Linked DNA regions of Pan troglodytes: regions 1 and 2 are each linked to region 3. The links are chromatin contacts, called in public Hi-C maps. All regions are on one chromosome and are shown on one strand. The core of a region is the stretch at or near the end of the contact, and the rest is flanking DNA. Distances in the headings are between cores, read along the strand shown. Region 1 has its middle 210 kb from the start of INO80D. Region 2 has its middle 170 kb from the start of INO80D. Region 3 overlaps NRP2 (neuropilin 2).

Region 1 (3,432 bases), core at 700-3,199, 130 kb before region 3:
CACCAACTTCATATGGTGCAGCCTGACTACCACATTTAATTTCTCAGCAATCTTGAGAGGTATAAGGATTACATCTCCACTTTTCAGATGAGGAGAATAAGTTATCACTCCAAATCAAACATTAGTGAACAACAGAGTGAGAATTTAAGTTCTTAGCCCGGACTCCAAGCCCTGTTCAAAACTATTACATGACACCGATAAACCCTTTTATACTAACCTGTAAACAATCAATAACAGCTTCACATGGTACCTCCTGTGTGGGACAAGGCTGGTTCTTTAGGGCATCGCTCAAATGCTGGCATTGGAAGATCCTGGATGCGAGGAGTCCTTTGTTCCTTCAGCTGAACCTCCCAAGATGTTTCTGATTCGCTTCGAGAGAGTCTGCCTGGCTCACCTGCCTAAGACATGGGTAGGAATGGCAGGCAGGTGGGCTAGGCCACAATTCTGCTTCTTGAAAAAAATGGACTGTTCTTCTGATTTAAGAAGTAAACCCTATTCAGTGTAGAAAATGAAAACAAATATAAAATATGTAAATAAAAATGACCAACCATCCTTAGCTAGAGGTAAGGATTGTCACAATGTTTCAGGATTGTACTTTTCACTTATCTTGTGCCTCTCTCTCTCTGTCCTCCTCTCTACGTGCATATATACATTTTGGAAGGTGGATCTAGTGTACATATAATTTTCCTTATTTATTAAATCTCCATTTTATTCTAAAGGATTCAGCATGGATTACAAAGGCACATAAAAAACGATAGAACAAACTAAAAGTGGGGTTAAGAAAGACAAATCTACACCATAATGCCATGTTCAGATTTGTATTTTTAACATTTAACATGACATTGAGCATATGTGTCCATTTGCCATTAAATAGACTGTTGCATTATTTTTTAAATGTATTAGTATTATTATTTTTAATAGAAGGAAAGCATATGACCGCAGAGCAGTGCACAGGTTGGAAGTGAATGGCTGGATGCGGTATCTTGTGGGTTTTGTTTTTTTTTTTTTTTTTTTGAGACAGGGTCTCACTCTGTCCCCAGGCTGGAGTGCTGTGGCGTAATCTCGGCTCACAGCAGCCCCTACCTCCTGGGCTCGAGCGATCCTCCCACCTCAGCCTTCCAAGTCGCTGGGACTACAGGTGTGCGCCACCACACCCGGCTATATATATATATGTATTATTTGTAGAGACGGGATTTCTCCATGGTACCTAGCCTGCCACATCATTCTTAATGTCTCCACGGCATTGCACTGATGGGAGCAGCGCTCTGTATCTGATCAGGCCCCTCCTATTGGCTGTTAGGCCGCTTCCAAAATGGCAGATTTACAAATAAAGCTGCAAACAACACCTTTGTAAAGAAGTCTTTGTGCACCCCCTCCATTTCCTGAATGGGCGTTTCTAGAAGTATTTCCAGCAACACCAGAGCCATGGAGGAATCCTATGTGTGAATCCCCCACTGCCCTGGGAGAGCACAGCATTTTCTGGTGCATCCAGAGGTTGCCCAGCCCCTCTCTACGTCAGTATGGACCCTTCGCATCCTAGGCCAATCACGTCGCCTTCCAGACTGTCCCCACGTATGTCCCCATGGCTCTGCCAGCTCCCTGCCCTTACGCCTCTCAGGGATGCACGGTTGGGCTACTATAGGAGCTACTGCCTGTTGAGATGAGCACCCCCGAAGTTGGGCATTTGAAAGGGAAATAGAGTCAGATACTTGCCGGAGGTGAATGATGTGGGTGAGGGAAGTCGCTGGACTTGGCTTATTTCTGTTTGATCCTTACCAAGTTTTCTGCAAAGAAACTGCTTGGGATGCTGCTTATGCGGCTTTCTCATTTGCTGAAAAACAATGTGTGTCCGGAGTAGTGAAAAGGCAACGGACCCAAACTGCCTCCAGCGCCAAGAACCCGGCAGTCCACACGAGGGCGCTGTTCTCCCGCCATGAAGGACTAGGCGGGCTCCTGCTTTCTGGGCGGAAAAGGGCGCCAGGAGGCAGAGCGGGAAAACCGGCAGAGGGTGTGGGAGGGAGGAGGAGACGTTTGCCTTCCCCGTCATTCTCCTTCCTTGCAGAGCCTCTCCTTTCCCTCAGGGACTCCCTCACCACCTCTTCCTTACAGCCCCCTCACTGCTTTTCCTTGCGTATCTTTCGGATGCCACAGTCAGCTCTGGGCCCATCCATGGCTCCATCTCCTATCCTAGGGTTGTCCCGCGGCGCCCTCTTTTCCAATGGATTTCCCCCCTCTTATCCTGTACTGGCTATAATTTTTTTTAAAGTGACATATATTTACTTGTGTATTTAATAAAGTTTTGGTGCACTTAAAAAATGTTAAAGCAGAAAAATTAATCCTTTTGTATTTATTAATTTTTTTCTGGAAAATAGAAACCCACAAAAACAAGATTATTTAAGATTTTTTCCCCCTTGCATAAGGCACCTGGTTGCCTGTTATTTATATACGTATTTTTTGTGGATCAGTGGACCCGAGGAGAAAAATGATCAGAACTGTAACAAATATAACCTAATAGTCATCAGGTTCTTGGTCTTTGATTCCTTTATATTCAGGGCTGTAAACAAGTCTGCATCCGGAAGTGGAAATAAGGCAGCTAAAGAATTCATGAATAATAGTCACAATGTATTGAGCTTTCAATAATAGTGACAGTGTATTGACCCATGTCCTCCACTACCAGTGAGGGAGCTGAGGTCAGAGAGTGTGAAGAGTGAGGCCAAGGTGACCCAGATGAGGAGGGTAGCTAGGATTTGATGCCCGCTCTTAGTGGCTTCAAACCTTGGGCCATTTCAGTAGCAACCCATGAGACCATTCAAGTGGACCTGGGCAGTGAGTCCGGCTTTAGGGTCACTTCTGCGGAACAGTAAGGTCCAAGAGGTTCCTCATCCAGCTGAATGCGGGGCTTCAGTACCTTTCTGAGACCAAGGGACAGGGGGAACCCAGACTCAGGGAGCCGAGCAAGCTGACCCCACGCCTCTATTGGAGCTAAGGGAGAGCAGCGCCGTGCACAGCGCTCTTTGGTTTAATTGTAAGGCACCATTCTCGCCCACACATGACCATTGGCTGGGTACTCATTTTTCTTTAGTGATAAGGAAGAGCAAAATCAACCCACATGATCTAGAGCAGTGGTCCTCAACCTTTTTGGCACCAGGGACTGGTTTTGCAGAAGACAGTTTTCCATGGGCCCACCAGGGTGTGGGGATGGTTTCGGGACTATTCAAGCCCATTACATTTATTTTGCACTTTATTTCTATTATTATTACATTGTAATATATAATGAAATAATTATATAACTCACCATAATGTAGAATCAGTAGGAGCCCTGAGTTTTCCTGCAACTAGACAATCCCATCTGGGGGTGATGGGAGACAGTGACAGATCACTAAGCATTAGATTCTCATAAGGAACATGCAACCTAGATTCCTTGGGTACGCA
Region 2 (3,131 bases), core at 138-2,637, 170 kb before region 3:
GTAACCAATGCCAGCTAAGACTGTCCTTACACAGTTGTATAAATGACCACATTCCCATCTACTTTGTAAATGCTTTGGCATTCAGAATGCATATACATTTTATTGTATTTCCCTGTATTACGGCTTTTCCACTGGGAGATTAAGAGGCTAATTCAGAGCCATGTGATTACAGGAAGATGTGTGAGGAAGGCAACAGGGATCCTATTCTATAAGGTCCGCTGGGCCCAAACAAGGAATCCATATGTTTCCATTTCCCTAATAGGCAGAGAAAATAAAAAACAAAGAGGCCTAGAGACACACACCTGCACAAGCAACCGAGCAGAAGTAACCTATAAACACATGAAAAGCAGCTCTCCAACAATTCCATCTGCATTTTATTGAAAGAAATCTTTGAAAAGGAGAGAGAGAAGGTACAATTTACAAGAACCATGGTATAAATCCTGCCACAGTGCCAATTGCTAAAAGCACTGGAGCCTGGGAAGGAGGGAGAAATCCATTCATTCATTGCCCCCAGAAAATAGGCATTCAGGCTGTGGCATACCTCATGCACCCCGTGGGATTTACACCTCTGACTGGCTGATTGCATGAATCACCTTGGATTGATTGCTTCTATATAGAATGTTTCTTTATAGTGTATATGCCTTCTCATCGCAGCTCAGCTCAATTCCATTCTGCTGAGCCTCTTCGGGACACTTTCCATGAGAGATGCAGGAGAAGGTAATGTTGTGTTTGTTGGTTTCTCTGGTACATTTCAGGACTGATTTACTCCTATGCCGGGTGCAGAGGGAAATTCCATCATTCCCACATCAGGTGAATCCTAAATCAAGCAGCCCCATCCCCATTTCTACAAAGGACCATGCACTTTTCTCTTTCTGTATTGTTATTACCCTTTAAAAAATCCCTCATGGACATGCATATGTCTTTTTCCTTTCCTTTCCTCTCGCTTCTCCCTTTTTTCATGGGAAAATAATTTTGTCCATCGGATATATCACTCAGCATGTCTGGTATTAATGCTTAAGGCGGCTGCTTTCAAGGTTCATGTTTGCTTCTCTTTAAGTTTTTTATTAGCTCTCCCTGAGACACTGGGTTTCTCTTCCAGGGCTGTCCATCTGTCTCAGCCTTTTAAGGGTTTTGATCACTCTTGTAGTTGTTATTTTTCCCCGCTGTTGTCCTCATTCCCGGTGCTCAGGCCACAGAAGATCTCTTTGGAAAACCTTTCAGATCATCGGAACTGGCCACACTAGACTGAAGATTTGAGAGACGCACAACTTGAGAATGCTCCAGGGTCTCTCGGACACAAGCACCACGGAGCAAACACCGGGAGCCCAGCTCCTGTCGCTGGCAGCGCTCCTTGGCGTGTGTTCATGTTGCTGGCGGGCACTAGGTGGCGCTCCAGGCTCGCTCACGGGAGGGAGGATGCCCGGCTGTCTCGAGAAGCGGCCCCGGACCGGGAGGGACCCTGCCCGACCCCTCCACCCACGCGGGAAGTCCCGTAGCCCACACAGCCGTCTGGGTGTCTCTCGGGCTACCGTGTTTCCACCCTTCTCTCAGACTCTCACCCCTGTAGACCTGTCAGGGATGAGCCTCCAGGATTGTGGAGGGCATGGGCTGGGGCTGGCCTGAAGGATTTAAACAAATATTGGTCTTCCCCCAAGGCCTGAAATCTCTTCAGTTCATTTCTTAACATTAGTGTGGAATACTCTATCCCGGTTACTTATTTTTACCACGAAGAGGAGGTTTCTATGAAAGAAAGAAAGAAAGGGAAGGAAGGGAAGGAAGGAAGGGAAGGAAGGGACTTACTTAAGAGCCCGTGGGAGGCAGCTATGGGAAGATGACGTGAGCCTGTTTTCTAAAGTAAGAGAGTGTGCAGGTTGCTTAATCTCCTTGGCTCTCTGGACCTCAGCTTTTCTCTGTAAAATGGGAACGATAACGCTGCTGTGAAGATCAAATCAGACTCAATGTCCATGAGGTCTCTCTCTCTTTCTTTTCAACAGGGTCTTACATTCTGCTGCCCAGGCTGGAGTGCAGTGGTGTGATCACGGCTCACTGCAGCCTTGACCTCCTGGGCTCCAGCGATCCTCCCACCTCAGCCTCCCAAGTGGCCTACCAACTAGCAAATTTTTGTATTTTTGGTAGAGATGGGGTTTCATCATGTTGCACAGGCTGATCTCAAACTCCTGGGCTCAAGCGATCCGTTCGCCTCGGGCTCCCAAAGTGCTAGGATTACAGGCGTGAGCCACCGCGCCCGGCCCCCTTTGTTTTCATGCCATCAGTCTCTCCTGGTTTTTATTCTCTTTCTCAGGCTTTTAAAACGTCTCCTTTGTGGGTTTTTTTTCCCTTTCTACTTTTTCTTAAACGTGGGTGTTTCCTGGGTTTTAGCCATACCAATTTATTCTTTCGCTGTGGTGCTTGTTTTAAATAACCCCGTGTTCTTTCTCTGGAGAACATCGACTACCAGGAGTCAGCTTCCCCTGCTGGTTCCTAGATCCCGGCCCACTTCCCGCCTCTGTCCAGGGCTCTGGATCCAGAGGTCAGCCGCCCACGGCGCCATTCCACAGAGTCCTCCCGGGAGTATTTCAAGCTCAGCATGCTCTGACCTGAGTTGGTGCAGTTTTCTTCTCCATTGCCCTGCTCCTGAATTTCCTACCTCACCCATGATACCATTTGCTACCAGGCTTCCAAGGCAGACCCTGGGCGCCACCCTTGCCTCCTTCTCCTCCTTTATTCCTCACAGCCAGTAGGGAATACAGTCAATACAGAGCTTTCCATCTGTACCCCTTCCCCACCTCCCCACAGCCCCCCAGGTGGGCACCCCCCACCTGCTTCCCTTGCCTCCAGGCTCCTCCCTCTGCCATCCTTCCATCCCGTCCCCAAATGCAGTCAGAAAGAACTTGCTAAATCAGCTGGGTGTGGTGGCATGCACCTGTAATCCCAGCTACTCGGGAGGCTGGGGCAGGAGAATCACTTGAGCTGGGAGGCAGAAGTTGCAGTGAGAAGAGATCACACCACTGCACTCCAGTCTGGGTGACAGAGCAAGACTCAGTCTAAAAAAAAAAAAAGAACTTGCTAAATGTGGATGTGATGGTGTCACTCCTCTGCTTCTCATCCTGTTGTGATTTTTGTGAAGAAAA
Region 3 (3,286 bases), core at 301-2,800:
CATCTGTTGACCACATGGCTACAGCTCTTGAAATCTTAATTCAAAATGAGTTTGTTCAAATCAAACGCATATTTAAGGGGATAAGAAAATATAACAAGGGGGTGGATATTGTTGTCCAGTAACTAGAATGTATTGATTAAAAGGGCCATAATCAGAGACTATTGAAAGGGGGGTTGAAACTTCCCTCACTATTTTCGAGGTTCCTGTCTCATAAATCTTTCAAATGCCCAATCCAGGTATTTGAAAACTCAGAAGACACAAGTAGGTGGGGGTAATGTGAGAAATACAGCACATAGGTTTTGATTTGTGCTCCTTGTTATAAGTTGCCTTAGAGCTTCATTATTACAGCTAGGAGGAAAAGAATTTGTTTTTTCACCAGCCATTTACTGAGCACCTACTATGCCCTGGACATAAGGATAGTAACAAAACCTAGTAAGACAAGATCTCTGCCCAGAGAAGCTCACCCATCTAATGGCTGAGACACAAATGCAAACAGGTAGTTACAATATAACACACTCAGGTGAGTAAGTGGGAACCCAGATGGGGGTGGGGAGGGTCTCAGGATGCCTTGCAACCTCAAGGGACAGGGACTGCAGGCTGTACACAGAAGCCCCTCGGCTCTGTGGTCTTCAATCATTCCTCATGCTCGCCCTCCCCAGGTTCCTCTCTGCAAACTAGCACATGTCCTCTGGCAAGCTGGGTGAGCAGTTGGCTGCCGCACCAGCCATCTGTTGCTGCTCCTCGTCTGGGGAGGAGAAGGTTAATGCTTTGGCTGGTTCTCAGTCACCTCTTCCACAGTGTGTCTACTCCTACCCAAGTTGCAACCACGGCTGAACATACCCATCTGTGCCTCAGTCTCCTGCTCTGTGGGGCAGAGATAACAGAACTCCATTCCGGGAGCTGGTGAGAGAGAGAGAGAGCACTCACTCTGGAGCCTCTCATGTCTGCCGGCCACTGAGCGCCAACAGCCCCCGCTCCCCTTCCTGTGTTCATGCTGCCTGGGACAGGTCTGGGAGATTATCCTATTTCCTCCCCAGATCTGAAGGGGCTCCACAGGCCTCTTTCCTTGTGTGTGGAGGGTTTGTTTGTGTTTATTTCTCTGGCTTCTGTGTCCCTTTGTCAGCCTACCTGATAGCAATCTAAAATAAAATGGAGAGGAGAAACATTTGTTGGAGAAGATTTCAGCAATATAAAAGGCAACAGGAGGAACAAAGAACCAAGTCTGGGTGTAGAGATAGGCATATTCTGAATAACAAATAAGAGTGTCATTCAGTTGCCATGGCAACGTGAGAAACACAATGAAAACAGTAGCGCTTAACCACGTTCCCTAATGATGAATGGGCTCGGCCCTTGAAATATTGAAATACGGATCACAAGATTCCCTTTTTGCTCACCCCACCTGGTACTCCATGTCGTAGCTGGGCAGGATGATCCGCCCGTGCTTCCACTCGCCGCCCTGGTCCTCGCGGATGACCCACAGCAGCTTGCTCTCCTGGCTGGCTTCCCGCACCACCTGCAGCGCCACCCCGCGGCCGCCCGTGGCCTGGTACTGGAACTCCATGCACACCGGGCTTCGGGGCAGGTGGACAGGGGGGCTGATGAGCCGGGCATACTGGCCCTCTCTCCGGCTGTCACTCTGCAGCCGCAAGAAATTCCTGTCATCTGGCGGAAACAAACCCAAACAGAGGTTCTCCATAAACACTCGGGAAAGACACCAGTGTGCTGCTGTGGCCTCTCCAAGGGAAAGTTGGGACTGAGTTTCAGTGTCTTTGGTTTATTCATGTCCTTGTTCTCCAGGCTCTGTGACCCTTTCTTAAGGCTCCTTCAGAGCCTTGATTCAAATGCTGTGTGTTCTTAAGAGTCTCTAAGTCAAATCGGTCCCTCCTGCCTATTTCTCGGTATCATTTCCTTTCCATCTCTTTCACATGGAGCACCCGGCACAGCTGCCTTATGTCTTGGCTTGTTGTGTGCGTGCCCTTCTTCTCCCTCTAGATTCTGAGAGGCCAGACCCACATCCTATTCATCATTAACTCACCCAAAGGGCCAGTGCAATCTGATGAACTGAATTACAAGGGGACAGATTACAGGGGGTGAGGGGCTGCTAGATTGGAGGGTGACTATGACCAGGTGGTTGATGCTTCCAGCCCTGGCCATCTTGGCTGGGCACTGTCCAAATGGCTGACATTTAAAGCCTTCTGTCTCCATCAGTGCTCCTAGATGATGCTTGGGCTCTAGTGACTGTGACTCAGAAGCCCAGTGTCACCTTCAAACAGAACAGAGGGTGGGAGCTGAAAGAGATGATTCAGGGAGGCTTGAACTTGGCCTTTCTGAGACAGCCAGGCACATATGGCTCCAGTGATAAAGGTGCTGTCATTATCATTAACAAAGGCTGTGTGTTTAGCAGAGAATATATGTGTTCTGGGAAATTAAGGGTTTACCAATCCAAATGTTTGGAGAATGGCCTTTTTGGCTGATTAGTTTCAAATTCATCAGACACTCATGTGGAAGACCGAGTTCTTGTTGCTGTTGGCAGACTACGTGCCTTGCAGAACACAGGTGTGACCTGCACCTTCAAATCCAACTTGTACAGGACCATTCTGGCTACTTGTACAGAGAACAAGGTGGCATTTGGTGAGGAAATCTCAGTACCTCTTTTTGGCCCTGAAACATAGGGGCGTCTTAGGCTGAATACTTCTGCAAGATGGCAGGGCCACTTTTCTACCACATATGCAGCATGGAACGTGGGCATGTCAGATGCCTTAGGATCATGTTAGTGTGAGGTCATGTTAACCTGGGACAGATGCACAGAGCTTTCTTACTCCACAGGGACTGTGAATATCCTGGACTTGTCAGGGTAGATGGGCTAGGATTCTAGAGCCTAGAATCAATGCAATACTCCCTGGACCGCTGCTTTGCTGTTGTTAATCCTGCTGACCTCAACTTTCTAGGTGAGAGCTGAGCCTGTGCTGGACCTCCCATCAGTGGCCCAGAAACAGCTCTTTCCTTCTTGACTCCCCAGCTGCCTCACCTACCTCCCTGCTCCCCTAAGCCCCTTCCTGTTTAGACTCTCTGGGATTAGTGCTTCAGAAGCTATGCTTCCCTGAAGTCAAATGAGACCAGTTTAGTATGCGTATATGGGATTCCAGTTTGTGCCTCTTCAACCATCCAAAGCCACATCTGTCTACATACCCTACAAGGTGTGACCTCTGCAAGGCCAAAATCAGCACAGATAACTAAAAGGCAGCTGTCTACAGAAGAGAATTAATAATGGTGTCTGCTGAGGGAG

The links. A called contact is a pair of places that touch in the nucleus more often than the background predicts.
Region 1: a Hi-C map of stem cell-derived neural progenitor cells shows a contact between it and region 3, with 4 times the contacts expected there. The contact joins two enhancer-like sites. A contact is called at or near these places in 4 of 7 Hi-C or Micro-C datasets (blood, induced pluripotent stem cells and stem cell-derived neural progenitor cells) and 1 of 1 other capture datasets (stem cell-derived neural stem cells).
Region 2: a Hi-C map of stem cell-derived neural progenitor cells shows a contact between it and region 3, with 6 times the contacts expected there. The contact joins two enhancer-like sites. A contact is called at or near these places in 2 of 7 Hi-C or Micro-C datasets (blood and stem cell-derived neural progenitor cells) and 1 of 1 other capture datasets (stem cell-derived neural stem cells).

The regions. Positions count from the first base shown.
Region 1 is chr13:108,120,863-108,124,294 of NHGRI_mPanTro3-v2.0_pri, reverse strand. No RefSeq gene overlaps it. Among named protein-coding and RNA genes, the nearest start is that of INO80D, 210 kb to the left of the region's middle. Within about 2 kb of position 1,949, at least 1 of the 24 cell types and tissues checked has an H3K27ac peak or open chromatin away from gene starts, as enhancers often do. A contact at or near this core is called in stem cell-derived neural progenitor cells, where this site is marked.
Region 2 is chr13:108,160,442-108,163,572 of NHGRI_mPanTro3-v2.0_pri, reverse strand. No RefSeq gene overlaps it. Among named protein-coding and RNA genes, the nearest start is that of INO80D, 170 kb to the left of the region's middle. Within about 2 kb of position 1,387, at least 5 of the 24 cell types and tissues checked have an H3K27ac peak or open chromatin away from gene starts, as enhancers often do. A contact at or near this core is called in stem cell-derived neural progenitor cells, where this site is marked.
Region 3 is chr13:107,988,120-107,991,405 of NHGRI_mPanTro3-v2.0_pri, reverse strand. NRP2 (neuropilin 2) reads right to left here. Exons shown (of 17, transcript XM_016950360.4): 13 at 1,400-1,662. Among named protein-coding and RNA genes, the nearest start is that of NRP2, 81 kb to the right of the region's middle. Within about 2 kb of position 1,550, at least 6 of the 24 cell types and tissues checked have an H3K27ac peak or open chromatin away from gene starts, as enhancers often do. A contact at or near this core is called in stem cell-derived neural progenitor cells, where this site is marked.